Regions from separate parts of the Sus scrofa genome. Here region 1 is linked to region 2. Evidence: chromatin contacts called from public HiChIP or PLAC-seq data. All regions are on one chromosome and are shown on one strand. The core of a region is the stretch at or near the end of the contact, and the rest is flanking DNA. Distances in the headings are between cores, read along the strand shown.

What was found. HiChIP or PLAC-seq counts read pairs in DNA pulled down with a chosen protein or histone mark.
Region 1: an H3K27ac HiChIP or PLAC-seq map of skeletal muscle shows a contact between it and region 2. The contact joins the enhancer-like site here to the promoter of HS6ST1 in region 2. A contact is called at or near these places in 1 of 5 promoter capture datasets (liver), 14 of 47 Hi-C or Micro-C datasets (alveolar macrophages, brain, embryonic fibroblasts and 5 more) and 2 of 2 datasets of contacts at active chromatin or transcription factors (alveolar macrophages and skeletal muscle).

Annotation. Positions count from the first base shown.
Region 1 is chr15:59,122,621-59,129,127 of Sscrofa11.1, reverse strand. No RefSeq gene overlaps it. Among named protein-coding and RNA genes, the nearest start is that of HS6ST1, 59 kb to the right of the region's middle. Within about 2 kb of position 3,282, at least 52 of the 83 cell types and tissues checked have an H3K27ac peak or open chromatin away from gene starts, as enhancers often do. A contact at or near this core is called in alveolar macrophages, brain, liver and 1 more, where this site is marked.
Region 2 is chr15:59,063,453-59,070,741 of Sscrofa11.1, reverse strand. HS6ST1 (heparan-sulfate 6-O-sulfotransferase 1) reads right to left here and starts at 4,294. Exons shown (of 2, transcript XM_003133399.6): 1 at 3,494-4,294. The coding sequence starts at 4,020.

The DNA.
Region 1 (6,507 bases), core at 2,033-4,532, 59 kb before region 2:
TAAGGATCTGGCATTGCTGTGACTTGTGGTGTAGATCACAGACGTGGCTCAGATCCCAAGTTGCTTTGTTTGGCTCTGGCGTAGGTCAGCAGCTGTAGCTCTGATTGGACCCCTGGCCTGGGAACCTCCATATGCCATGGGAGTGGCCCTAGAAAAAAAGAAAAAGGCACACACACACACACACACACACACACAAAACCCCACACATTTGTTATTTTCACATGTCAGGAATTTGGGAGCTGCTTGGATGGGTAGTTCTGGCTGAGTCTCGAATGAGGATGTAGTCAGTTGAGAGTTGTTGGCCAGGCTGCAGTCATCTTAAAGCTCAATGAAATGAGTATCTGCTTCAGAGGTCACTAAGGTGAATGATGGCCAGCTTTCTGTTCTTCACCATATGGGCCTCTTCTCACAACGTGGCAGCTGGCTGCCCCCAAAGTGAACAATAAGAGGGAGAGGAAAGAAAGAGGAGGGGAGAGAAAGAAAGGGAGGGTGAGTGAATACCCAAGGTAGAAGCTGCAGTCTTTTAATAGCTTAATCTGGGAAAGGATAGCCCATCACTTCTGCCTAATTCTATCTGCTAGAGGTGGATCATTAAGTCCATCCCACATTTAGGAGGAGGAAAATTAAGCTCTACTTTTTTTTTTTTGGTCATTTCAGGGCTGCACCTGAGGCATGTGGATGTTCCCAGGCTAGGGGTCGAATCAGAGCTGTAGCTGCTGGCCAACAACACAGCCACAGCAACATGGGACCTGAAGCGTGTCTGCCACCTACATCACAGCTCACGGCAAGGCCAGATTCTTAACCCTCTGAGTGAGGCCAGGGATCGAAACCAAGTCCTCATGGTTATTAGTCGGGTTCGTTATCGCTGAGCCACCACAGGAACTCCTCTACATCTTGAAAGAAGGAATATCAGAGAATTTGTGAACATAAATCTTTTAAAAAACCAGAACAGTCACTAAATTTTTTTCCCCAAGTTTTCTTCGGGAAGTTTTATACTTGAGCTCTCACACATTTATGATCTATTCCAAGTTAATTTTTGTCTATGGTGAGAGGTAAAAGATTAAGATGTTTTGTTTTTCATACTGCTATTTGTTGGAAAAATTATCTGTTCTCTACTGAACTGCCTTGGTACGTTTGTTAATAATTAATTGGGTCTATTTATGTGCTCTATATGTTGTTCCATTCATCTATATATGTCCATCTTCATATCTATATCACCCTGTGTTCATTTCTGCTACTTTCTAATTAGTCTTGAAGTTAGGTAGTGTTAAGACCTTTTTCAGTTATTTTGGCTATTTTAGGGTCTCTGCATTTCCGTGTACACTTTAGAACCAACTTGTCAATTTCTACAAAAAAAAAAAAAAGCTTGCTGGGATTTTGGTTAGGACTGCATTAACCTTTGATCAATTTGGGGAAAACTGACATCTTAACAATACTGTGTCTTGAACAGAGTCTCTCTCCATTTATTTAGTTCTTCTTTAACTTACCTTAGCAATGTTTTGTACTTTATGGTGTATAGCTCTTGCACATCTTTTCACATCCATGGGGACGGGAGAGCCTGGTGTGCCTCTTAAGGACAGAGGTTTGGTCTGTAAAGAATTCTTTCCCTTGGGAGTTCCCTACGTGGCTCAGCGGTTCGCAAACCTGACTAGTAACCATGAGGATGTGGGTGCCATACCTGACCTTGCTCAGTGGGTTGGCGATCTAGTGTTGCCGTGAGGTGTGGTGTAGGTTGCAGACTCGGCTGGATTGGATGTTGCTGTGGCTGTGGCGTAGACCAGTAGCTGTACCTCGGATTCGACCCCTAGCCTGGGAACCTCCATATGCCATAGGTGCAGCCCGAAAAAGCAAAAAAATAAAATAAATAAAAATATATAAAGTTTCAAATTTTTTTAGGTATATATATTCTAAATATCTTTGTTTTCTTTTTTCCAGTTGTTGCTTGATTTTCATTTTCTTCAGTGTCTTTTAAAGACCAGAACATCTTAATTTTATTGTAACAAGTTTAAAAGCGCATTTTTTTTTTGTTTATGTTCTTTTTTGCCTTAAGAAATCTTTCCCTGCCCCAAGGCCACCTCCTAGGAGTTTTCACTGCCCCCCTCGCCCCTCTTACAAAGTCTTTGAGAGGTCAGACAACTCGCTTTGCTGAGCAGATGAAAGGAGGCGGGCGGTGGCGAGTGGAAGTACTCCTCAGTCACTCGCTGGTGGGTCAGGGTGCTGCTCATTGGAAGGTGCAACCACGGAGACGGCAGGTGGCGCCAGCACCCCGCTCTCCTGCACCTCCTGCCCTCTCATGGGAGCTTCTTGCAGCTGCTTCTACCCTCCCCTTTTCCTATCTGTAAAACCCGCCAGCCCTCAGGATTTTAAGATTAAAGATGAGCTGGAGCTGGAGGGGGTCTGCTTCCTTCAGAGCAAATGGTTCTCTGTAGTCCCCACCTCTCCCTATTGCCTTTTGTTCAGCTCTGCCCTCTCATTCACCTAACTCGTCCAGGCCCCTGGAGTTTGCATTCTTCCTTTTCAGACTTTAGCCCTCCTAGATGGAGAGGAATGCTTTGTGAGTAAACCACTGCTTTAAAACGTTTATCCTGGTGATATCTACGCAATTTAGAAAGTCTAAAAGATACAGAAACACAAGAAAATAGCCTATATTCTCACTTCAAAACTAAATACTTTGAACACGGCTTGTGTATTTTTTGTCTTCTTTCTGAATTCTTTTAAACGCCTTTGCAGAGCATCTTCTTTGTCCTCAGCTGTGTTCGAGGCTGGGGCCCCAGCCCGGGGATGGCTCCTAGGACTGCAGATCGCAGAGACAGACCCAGGGCCGGTGCAGGCTTGCAGCAGCCGCACCATGGACCACACCTGGCTCACTGCCAGAGCGCCTCCGTCTAGCGTTCTGTGTCACGTGGCCCAGGGGCTGCCTGCGGTTCCCGCGGTCTGTCAGGGTCCGCCCCCGGAGGTGGCCTAAGAAAGTCGTGCGGCTGGAGCGCGTCCCGCCACTGGTCCCCTTTTGGCCCTAAGGCGGCATCTTTCTACCTCATCCCAGGCCCCTGGGAACAAGCTGCGCACAGGTGGGGTCTCGGGAGCAGGGACCCCGGCGCCTGTGCTCTATGCTAGCGACGACCCCTGAAGCAGGCTCCTACCTGGTTAGACAACGTCCCAGCCCAGGACCCTCCTGTTCTTCCATACTTTACCTGATTCTTGCTGGCCCAGGCGGAGGGGCAGGGGGCCAGGAGTCCGGAGCCCGGGGGAGGGAGAAGCGCTAGCTGCGCATGCTCAGTTCTGGGGAAGGCGCGCCCTCTGCTGGACACGCTGGGAGATGCTGTCTTCACATCAGACGACACTGCAGCCCTTTAAGCCATGACCCTGTCTTCGTAAAGCTGAGTTTCAGTGCCATGTGGAAGTCACCCTGGGGCAGGCTACATACAATCTGATTGCGAGGATTGAGAAGCTGTGCAGCGCCCCCAAAGTCCACATACCCCATTAATAACTAATGGTTGCAGTTATGTAAAAATGAAATAAAAAGTCTCTTAAAATTCATGTACATGACTTTCAAACAGCTACTAAGTTCTTACCATATACTTACTTGTTAAGGTTTGGACCGGTCTACTCAATAAATGGACACTTTAGGTATTTCTGAGACGCTAAGGGCTCTCCGGATCTGAGAGAGACACGTGGTTTAGATGATTCTGCCTCTGATAATACCCTCAGGCAGGGTGGCCACAGGTGTGTGTGGTTTGCCAGCTCCCTCTGGGGAAACAGGAAACTAGAGGGGCTGGATATGTGGAGAGGGAGGGACAGGTGTGAAAATGACAACACTTATGACTCAAACCCAGCCAGAACCCCAGACCAGGACTTGAACTCACATGCAGAGATTCTTACCCAGCCAGAATCCAGATTGGAACTTGAACCTATGGTTTTTAATTTAGAATCACTTACCCAGTGTCTGCACTTACTGAGGTTTGGCTTCCTTGTGCCTCAGTGCAGAAGGAATTCAGTGAGAGACAAAGTGATAGGCAAGAAATAGATTGATTTATTAAGATAGGATGCTTGTGAGAGGCGCAAGTGGACAGGCAAGGAGGCTCTGCCCTGGGGAGTAGCTGGGTGACAGTTTTATAACCCAAGGGAAGTGGGGGTGGCAAAAGACTGCCTCTTCTTCTTTCTTTGAGCAGTAGCTCCTCTTTGGTATCTGGTAAGAGGGTATTTGACCCTAAAAGGTCAAACTAGGACTGTCATGGTGCTTATTCAAATCAGCGGAAGAGCGGTCCTTAAACTCCTGCACTTGGTCATAAAGGGTAATGACCTGAAAGGCATATCTCCTGCTTTTATTTGTGGTAAGCCTACTTCGATCCGATGGCTTTCTTAAGTGATTATTAACTCACAGTGATCTCCCAAAGTTCCCTAGGTTTCCCTCTCTATCTATGGTACCTTTTGGGACTTCTACAAACTACCGGAGTAACTATCCTACTCCATCCCTATTAGGGTTGGAGGTCCAAGCTCCTCTTGTCCTCTGGACCACTAATAGGCAGCGTTTCTTCTCTGAGGCAAAACTCTACAGGGGAATTTGGCTGTGATTTTTTTTTTATCTACACCCAGCAGTGTTGATCAGCTGATGAAGTTTAGTTGGGCCTGAGAAAAGTCAGAGAAACAATGGGACGTGGTTTTGAGGGAGGCTTTGCACAGATCTATGTGGAACATGTGGGGAGCTGGAGCAAACTGGTCCCTGTGCAGCTGTGAAAGCCCTGCATAAGGGGGACCTCTGTCCACTGCAGAAAAAGAGCACAGTTCTTCCTGGGTTTGGACATTAGGGAAGCAGTTGGGTAGCATCTGTTAAAATACATCAGCCCTCCCCCAACCCCAACCAAAAAACCATCAGGCCCAGCAGATACAACTTGGTTGATTGATTAATCCACTTTAAAACACACACACACACACACACACACACACACGCCTCAATAGCACTTGGCCTTGTGTGGCTGTCCTGAAGCTGGAGTGGGGGTGTGGGGGGGCTTACGACCATGAAGCTGGGGGTGGAGGACAGGGACAAAGGTTGAGTTGGCTGCACTGAAGTGTGACAGGGCAGCTGTGGCTGGAGATGCAATGAGCATCTCCCTCAGGATTGGAGGCCAATTCTACCCAAGAGGGAGGTCGGGTGTTTGAGTTGGGAGGAGGGGGCCAGGGGCTAGGCTGCCTGAGCACTGGCCTCCCAGGAAGCTGTCTGCAGCTGCCTGTCAAATGTGTGTACCTAGGAAGTAGGGCTGCCACTTCTGCAAGGACTGGCGGTCAGTGGCCTCCTGAAGGACAGTGGCAGGGCTGTTCAGCTTGGATAGGCCACAACTGGCTGAACCCTGACCCCTGGGCACTGTTGTGTGAAAAAAAAAATGTGGAGACACGTAAATAAAAATGAAGTTGTGGGATTTTTTATTCAAGCTAGTGATTCATGTTCTGCAATTTGTCGGTCAACATTATGTTTAAAAAACTGCAGTGCCAGCATTTTTCCCAACTTCTTCTGAAATTTTTCTAACAGTCAAGGAGTTCCCACTGTGATGCAATGGGATCAGCATGTCTCTGGAGTTCTGAGATGTGGTTTGACCCATAGCCTGGCACAGTGGGTTAAGGATCCAGCGTTGCCACACTGTGGCATAGGTTGAAACTGTAGCTCGAATCTGATGCCTGGCCTGGGAATTCCATATGCTGCAGGGCGACCAAAAAAGAAAAAATAAATAAATTGAAAAACCAGTTAGAATAACACCCATACACCTACTACCTAGATTCAACACTTAACTTCTGCTCCATTCAAGGCACACCTGAACCTGCCATTCTTTTTTGCAATAAACCTCTCTGACTCCTCTGTCTGCCTTTGAATCTTTACCAAAATGCACATGATGGTGGCTAATTCCACTGGTACACAACCTCTGAATAACTGATCTTTGCTGGTTCTCATTTGGATGGTCTTAATTTCCACTATGAGATTGTGATTTCTTTCTGAGTGAAATTTACTAGGTAAATCTAACTTTCACAACCAGAGAAAAAATGGTGGTCCCTAAAGTGGACCAAGGGGTCTGGAAGACAAGCAGATGTTGTTGGTGGGGGCCTTGATTTGGGCCTGGCAGTGCTGGAGGGACCCGCTCTGCCAGGCCAGCAGGCAGGAGGGCCGGCTTCCCTGGGAGGACTGTGTAGGGTGTGAAAAAGGCTGTGCTGGGTGGACACCTCACTCACCACCACACCAGTCCCCCCAGCTGTCCAGCTGCCCTTGGCTGCATGGGCACTCTCTCAGTCAGCCGGGGCTCCTAACAAAATGCCACAGGCTGGATATGGCTTAAGCAGTTTCTCACCATTTCTCACCATTCTGGAGGCTGAAAGTCCAAGATCAAGGTATCTGCAGGTTGGTTTCTCCTGAGACTACTCTCCTTGTCTTGTAGTTGGGCATATTTTCCTGTGTCTTCACCTGGATTTTTCCTCTGATGTCTCTTCCTCTTTTTTGTGGTATCTTTTTTTTCCTTTTTAGGG
Region 2 (7,289 bases), core at 3,045-5,544:
CTGGGACCAGCAAGTGAATGTTCTCAGTGGTGCCACATGTCAGCAGCACCCGTTCTGCCTCCGGCCAGTGTCAATATGCTGTGGACATGCCAGGATAGCAGCTGCAGAGTGGCCAGGGGCACCTAAGGCAACAGGCACTGCCAGGGAAGGCTTCCTGGAGGAAGGGGCAGCAGAGCAGAGGCTGAAGAGGGAGGAGGAGCCAGCAGAGCAGTGGTAGGTGAGGAGGGTGTACTGGGCAGAGGACAGCACCAGAGGGCACTTTGCGAAGGTGGAGGGAGGAGGGAGGATGTGACTAGAGCGAGGCTGCAGGACCTGAGAAGGCACATGCCAATGATGCCAGGGCTCCTCCTCCTGCAAGGAAGCACAGCCTCTGCTGGGTAACAATATGATGCTGGGAGCTACCAGGGGCTCCTGCTGCAGAGAGGACCCCATGAGGGGGGCCCAGAAGCCATGCTTGGGGCCCAGATGACCTCTGCGGCTCCAAATGAAGCCTCCATGATTATAGGGACATTTCTAGGGCAATCCAGGCAAGACCTTGACTGTGTCTCATCTCCTTCAGGCCGATGGACAAGGAAGGAGGAACGTTGTGATCCTTAGAAGCAACAGCTCAACCCTATGGGGTGACGTGGGAGCAGGGGGTGCTGAGGCACTCTAACCAAAGAGGCCCCTGGCAACAGTTAGTCCCCTGCCTGCTGCCATGGACAGCCACACCTCTCTGAGGCCCATCCTTGCAGGGGGCCATACAAGTACTCCTGGCAGATGCCAGCAGGTATGGCAGCTCCCTTGGCAGACACAGGATGAATGAGTGACCTGCCAATGCTTTGCTCACACACCTGTTCCTTTTTTCCAAGCCTGAAAGCACCAACAGATGCCAGAAGTTCCACACCACATTCCAGCAAGGTGCTGGAAACCCGTCAGTCTCTGTTTGTCACCTTGACGCATGCCCAGCCCAGAACCACCTGGGCTCACGCTGCGTGGCACAGAGGTACGGGAGCTGTGAAAACCCTTACTTTTCTGTGTGCAAGGTCCCAGAGCACTGCAAACTTTGGCACAGAGAGCCTGGAGAGGCACGGTGGGGATTCTAGAAGCAGGGAGGCATTTGTCCTACACACACCAGGTGCCTGATCCTAGGGACCAGAAAGGAGGAAGAGAGCACCCTGTCACCCCTCAGTTTGCCAGCCAGGTGGTCACTCTGCCACCACAGGGCCATGGGGAGGAGGCTGAGTGTGACATCTGAGACTTCTGACACCAGGCATCCCATGGAGGCTGGGCACTGCCTCCGTTCCTCTGGGTGCTGGGTCCTGGGCCAATGGGGAGTTGCAACCTGACCCCCCAGACCAGGAGAGCACTCAGCAGATGAACCTCATGCATTGGGCTTGTAAATTAAATGCACAAAGCCAAGGTTACCCCCCTCCTCTCCAGGAGGCTCTTTAAAGACGCAATCTACCTAGCGCCGCGGGGGACAGAATGGAAGGGGGGAGCATGACATGGCAGGACAGCAAGGCTGTCACCTGCCTGGTAACACAACCCACTCCCCAAGCAGACGGCAGAGGGCAGGCCACAGGAGGACCCTGGAAACCCCTCCTCCGTGGTCGGCATGCTGCTGAGCTCAGCAACTTCCCAGCGGGCGGGCAGGTCGGCGGCCCACCACAGCAGGAGGCAGCTGGCCTCAGCTGACCACGCACGGAGTCTTCCATTCCTGCTCCACATGCCCACCTGGAGGAAGGAGTGCTGACCTCCCTTGTGCAGCACTTGGTGGCCCCCTTCTGTGGGGTGGCTGGGCCTCTTGTTCTGGTGGACAAACTCTGGAAAACGGAGGCCAGGGTCCTTCATCCTGGTGACCCAGAGGGAAAAACAGCCTCAAGAAGTGGGGCCGCAGGACAAGTGTCCTGGTCGCAAACTAGAGCCCAGGACTGCTTGGCAAGCTTGACTTGGGTCTCCAGTAGTCCTGGAATGAGGTCTGCACACTGTCCCCTCCAGGGCTCTGGAGGGGCCAGTGTGGCTGCCAGCCCCCAGGTCCAACCTGGTCTGGCACAGAGTGGTTGGACTCTGGGGAGTAGCGGGGTGAGGGTGGGTGGCTACCAGCCCCCAGGTCCAACCTGGTCTGGCACAGAGTGTTGGACTCTGGGGAGTAGTGGGGTGAGGGTTGGTACAAGGCCAGGAAAGTACATCTACGTGGTGCAGCCCAAATGCTGGGCAGGAAGCAAGGCTTCAAGGGCCTAGATGGGCAGACTGAGAACCGACATAGCCTTAAGGGACCAAAACATTACCCCTCAGGCTGGGAGCTGCTGCTAGTGGGGGGGACAGCCAAGGGAAAGTGGTGAGCCACACCCTCCCCCCAGCTCTAGGGCCCCAGTGGCTGACAGTCTGGGAAAGACCATGAGGGAAGGACTGAAGGCTGAGCAAGGACAGTTCCAAGCTGGCTGGATACCAAACCTTCATTCTCCAAATGGACCAAGATCTGCACCTGCAAGCTAGGAAAGCTGAGGAACACAGCTCCCCAATGGCCAGGCTGGCCGAGAGAGAACTCGGTCTTAAGACAAATGTGGAAGAGAAACAAAAGGCAGGCAAGAAGACCTTCCTCCTGGCCCTTCCCAGCCCCAACGTCCTGGGGAAAAGACCCCATAGGGCACCATCACAAACAGAAGAAAAAGAACCCCAACTTTAACCCTTGGAAATCCAGTATCCTGGGGAGAGAGGAGGGTCTTTCTGCATACAAAGTGCTTCCCAAAAGAGCTCCCCGCCCCCCAGATCAATCTTCACAGCAGTGGGGGCCCCCAGCGAAGGCGTCTGGCTGCACAGGTGCCCCTGGCCAGCTCAGCTCCCCACAGCCTGCTGCTGGCCTGCTTCTGCTCCTCTTTGCCCTCGTTTTGGCCCACCTCTTAGGGGCAGGCAGTCCTGCCTCCTCCCCGCCCCCAGCCCCAGGTGACACTAGGGCCTTTGTTCTACCTGCCACTTGGGCAAGGCTGAGCCAACCCCCTCCTCTGGCAGCTCCTCCCCAGCCCTCTCAAGATAGACTGGCTGGGGGGGGGGCGTGGAAGGGGGGCGCTTCACTTCTCTCACTTCCGATGTGGACTGGAGCGGAACAGTGAGGGTGGCACACCAGGTGGCCTTCACACACAGAGGAACGCGTGTTCCCATCCGAGGATAGGCCAGCCTGGACTGCCAGCGCGGTCTTGGGGCGGGGGCCCCGGGAAGCCCGGGCGCTGTGCAGCTCTGCGAGCGGTGGGGAAAAGTAAAGAGGCACGGAGGAGGAGGTGAGAGCGGAATCAGAGCGCAGGGACCACAACGGGCCGCAGCAGACCAACTGGGGCACCTCGAGGTCAGGAAGGGGTCCAGAGGGGCTGCGGCGAATGGGGGCCCCCGAGAGGGCAGGAGAGAGGGGCACGGTGGGAAGGGCCGGCCCAGGACCGCCCGGCGGGGGTCCGGGCCCGGCCGCCAGCTGGCACTCCGCCGCCCTGGCCCGACGGCGGGATCGGTGGCAGGCGCTCACCTGGGCGTGCGCAGCGCGGCGGGGTCGCGGCGGTCCAGCACGCCGGGCACGCAGTTGGTGAGCTCGGTCCAGTCGGCGTGCAGTCCGCAGCTCCAGCCCGTGGAGAAGCGGGAGAAGAGCCAGGTCTCGCGGCGGTTGGGCCGGTAGCAGGTGCACTTCTTCTGGCCGGGCCGGCAGTCGCAGGGCACCTCGAGGCGCACGTTCTGCACGAGGTGACGGCCGAAGGTGGTGCCGCCCGTTTTCTGGATGTGCAAGAAGACTATCACGTCGTCGCCCTTCATGTCGAAGTGCAGCGAGCGCTCCAGCTCGCGCACCGGGAAGTAGTACTTCTTCTCGTAGTGCGGGTCGGGCGTGGGGAAGAGGTCCAGGTCGTCGGGCGGCGCGCGGCCGCCGGGCGCGCCCAGGCTCAGCCCCGGGCCCGCGTACTGGTAGAGGATGAGCATGAAGCACGCCGAGCCCGCCACGACCAGCACGAACTTGCTGGCGCGCTCAACCATGGTCCTGCTGCCAGCGCGCCGCCGCCGCATGTGTCACCATTGCCGGCAGCCCGGGCGCGGGGCGCGGGGCCTGGAGGGCGGGGGGCGCGGGAGCAGTTGCCTCTGCCGCCGCCGCCCGCGCTCCGGCCCGGCCCGGCTACTCGGCGCCCAGGCCGCCCGCAGCGGCGCGGGCCGCGGCCCTGCGTGGCGCCATGGCTGTTCTCCACCCGGCCCCCGATCCCCAGTCCGACCCCAGTTTGGCTCCGGCTCGGCTCCGGCCCGGCCCCGGCCCGCGCCCCCCGCGGCCCCGCGCCGGCCACTCCGCTCCGCGCCGCGCCGCGCCGAGAACGCTCTGCGCCGCCCAGCGCGCCGCCGCGTCTCCGCAGTCCGCCGCCGCCCCGCCCCTGCCCGCCCCCGGCCCGCCCCCGCCGCTCCTCTTGCCGTCGCCGCCCGCGCGAACCTGGGCCCCGCCCCCAGAGCTCAGAGCTGCAGGCCGGCACCCAGCTTCCGCGACGCGGGTCTCCGGCCTCGGCTAGGCAGCTCCGAGGCGGGCAGCGGGGTCTGTCTTTCCGTTCACAGAGGCGTGGAGAACGGCTGGGGAAACGTGTAGCGGGCGCGCACTGACCTTCTGGGCTGGAGGGGGCCCCGTGGCGGCCGGTGCTTTGGGGCCTGGGTCCCTGTCCCTGCTTCAGTGGAGGGAAAACCTTGACTTTGCACACTGGATGTTCTGAAGTTCCAAAAGCGGGGGGGGGGGGGGGGAATAGATTTGATGGGATGTGAGGCTGGGGGAGCGGTCTAGGAGAAAAAGGGACGGTAGGGGGCCTGGGTCTAAGGGCAGTGGTCAGACTCTCTTCCCCCTCCCCCCACCGTGGCTGTGGGACAATGACCCAGAGGCCCTCTTGGAGAGATGCCGAAGGGTCCGCGGAAGCTTTGGGAGCTTTATGCAGTCCCTCATTCTTTCAAAGGGCTTTTAACCAATGTGCATTTTTTCCCTCCAGGTTTATTCAGATCCCAAGGAAGAAGTTAGAAAAAGTTGAGCCAATATTTAAAATTGTGAGGGTCCACAAGAACACCCCAACCTCTGGCTTTGGAAGGTGGGTCAGTGGATCTGGCGCCCTGTCCCGTCCGCTTTGGGACCGAATGTCCCTGTCTGCTTTAGCCCAGCTTGCCCTCCACCTCCTTCCATCTTGGGCCCTGGGCCAGAACCTCTGGAACCCACACTGCCAGGAATTGCACAGAACAGGAGGTGGGTCGGGATATAAAATGACCTGCTGAGACTCTCAGCGCCCCTGGGTCTCTGGGCTGGTCCCTTGTTTTTGAACTCAGGCCAAGTGGTCTCCATCGAACCTGGGCTGCCTGGCCTGGGATCAGATGCCCACATCACCCCCTTTTTGGGGCTCCCAGTGGTTTCCATTCTGTTGTAGGTCCTGAAAGCATGGGGGAGAAGGGGTTGTGAGGTTTTATTGTGTCCATTATATTTCAGTAAAGCTCTTGAAAATATATTGAATCACACCAGAAATCTCTTCTGGAAGCAAACCTGGAGAACTGGAAAAACAACCAATGACACCCCAAAATCCAACTCAGGAGGGAGCATGCAATTGTCAGAAGTGGCTGAAGGCATACCCACTGAGCACAATACACAGTGACCAAGGGCCTGTTGCAGGTGGGTGGGGTGGGGTGACCAGTCCCTGGTGTGACCTGGGGCCCCAAAGTCCCCTCCCATCCTGTGACTGCTTTAAAGTTGTACCTGGCCCAGGAAGCCTTGTGGGTGGTTGGGTCAGACTTCTCCAGCAAGGACTCATTCTTGTCAGGAGTGGGGGCTGGGCTGGCACAGTGGCGAGCCTGGAGTCACCTGCTTCTGTCTGTTGTCACTTGACCTTGTTTTGGCCGGAGAAGTCTTCCTTCACCGCCCAGCAGGCAGCAGCTCAAGCCTGGAGGGCACAGCTGCCCTGGGTCAACTCAGTGGGCGTCCTTCCCCAGAGGACAATCCTCTACCAAGTGTTGAATCATAACTGACATTTTTTTTTTTTTTTTTGGTCTCTTTAGGCCGCACCCACAGCATATGGAAGTTCCCAGGCTAGAGGTCAAATCAGAGAAGCAGCTGCTGGCCCACGCCACAGCCACAGCAATGCCAGATCCTTAACCCACTGAGTGAGGCCAGGGATCGAACCCTCGTCCTTGTGTATACTAGTCTAATTCATTTCTACTAGACCACAAGAGGAACTCCCATAACTGAGGGGTGTTCTATATCCAGAGATATGGGGCACCATTCACTGCAGATGTGTCATTTCTGATCCCATCAGTGAGTCTCCAGAGTAGAGTCTGACACCCATTTTTTTTTTTTTTTTTTTTTTTTTTTGCTGTTAGGGCCAAACTCCTGGCATATTGAGGTTCCAGGCTAGGGGTCTAATCGGAGCTGTAGCCACTGGCCTACACCACAGCTCATGGCAAAGCCAGATCCTTAACCCACTGAGTGAGGCCAGGGATTAAACCTGCAACCTCATGGTTTCTAGTGGGATTCGTTTCCGCTGCGCTACAACGGGAACTCCTGCCACCCATTTTACAGAAGAGAAAACTGAGGTTCAGAGAGTGAAGACACTGGCCAAAGTCACATGGCTGGCTGGTGGTCTCCTCTCTCTGATGCTTCCTCTCCTGACCCATGAGAGCAGGGAGACAAAGCCTGAGCAAAAGCCTCTCCCTTGGCCACCCTGTCCTCTCATCCCTGGATGTCTGGGCCTGGACGTGGAGACCCTAGGTATCCTCCTGGCCTAGTTGAGCTCCAGTCACTCTTGTGAGAGTCAGCAGAGCTGGGATTCTGATCCTGCCCTGCCTGGCCCTTACTCACCCTCGAAGTCCCATCTGCTCCCTTGGCGGGGGGGGGGGGCGGGGGGGTGCGGGCAGGGGACTGGGGCACAATGCGACCACTTCTCACGGTCTTCTGCTGCCAGATGGGAATGTGGGTCCAGAATGTTCAAGAGAAACCTGGAGTGTTACTGAAAGCCACCCAGACTATCCCAAACTGTCAGTGTTTGGTCTCTGGCCCCATCTTGTAACAATCTTATTGTCCCAATGGGGAAACTGAGACCCAGAGAAGGTAGAGGGCCTAGTATAGGGTCCCTGGTGGGTAGCTGCTCCTCCCATGAGTCAAGACGGGAGCCAGAGCAACCTGACTCATGGCTTAACTGCTACTCCCAGGGAAGCTGTTTAATCCAGCTTTGCACCTGCCAGAATGGCTCAGAGGGAACCCCTTATTTAGTTTAGAAGCCCTTTCTTCCTAGATTCTCTTGGGGGAAGAAAATCTTCCTAGATGGTGGGATTTT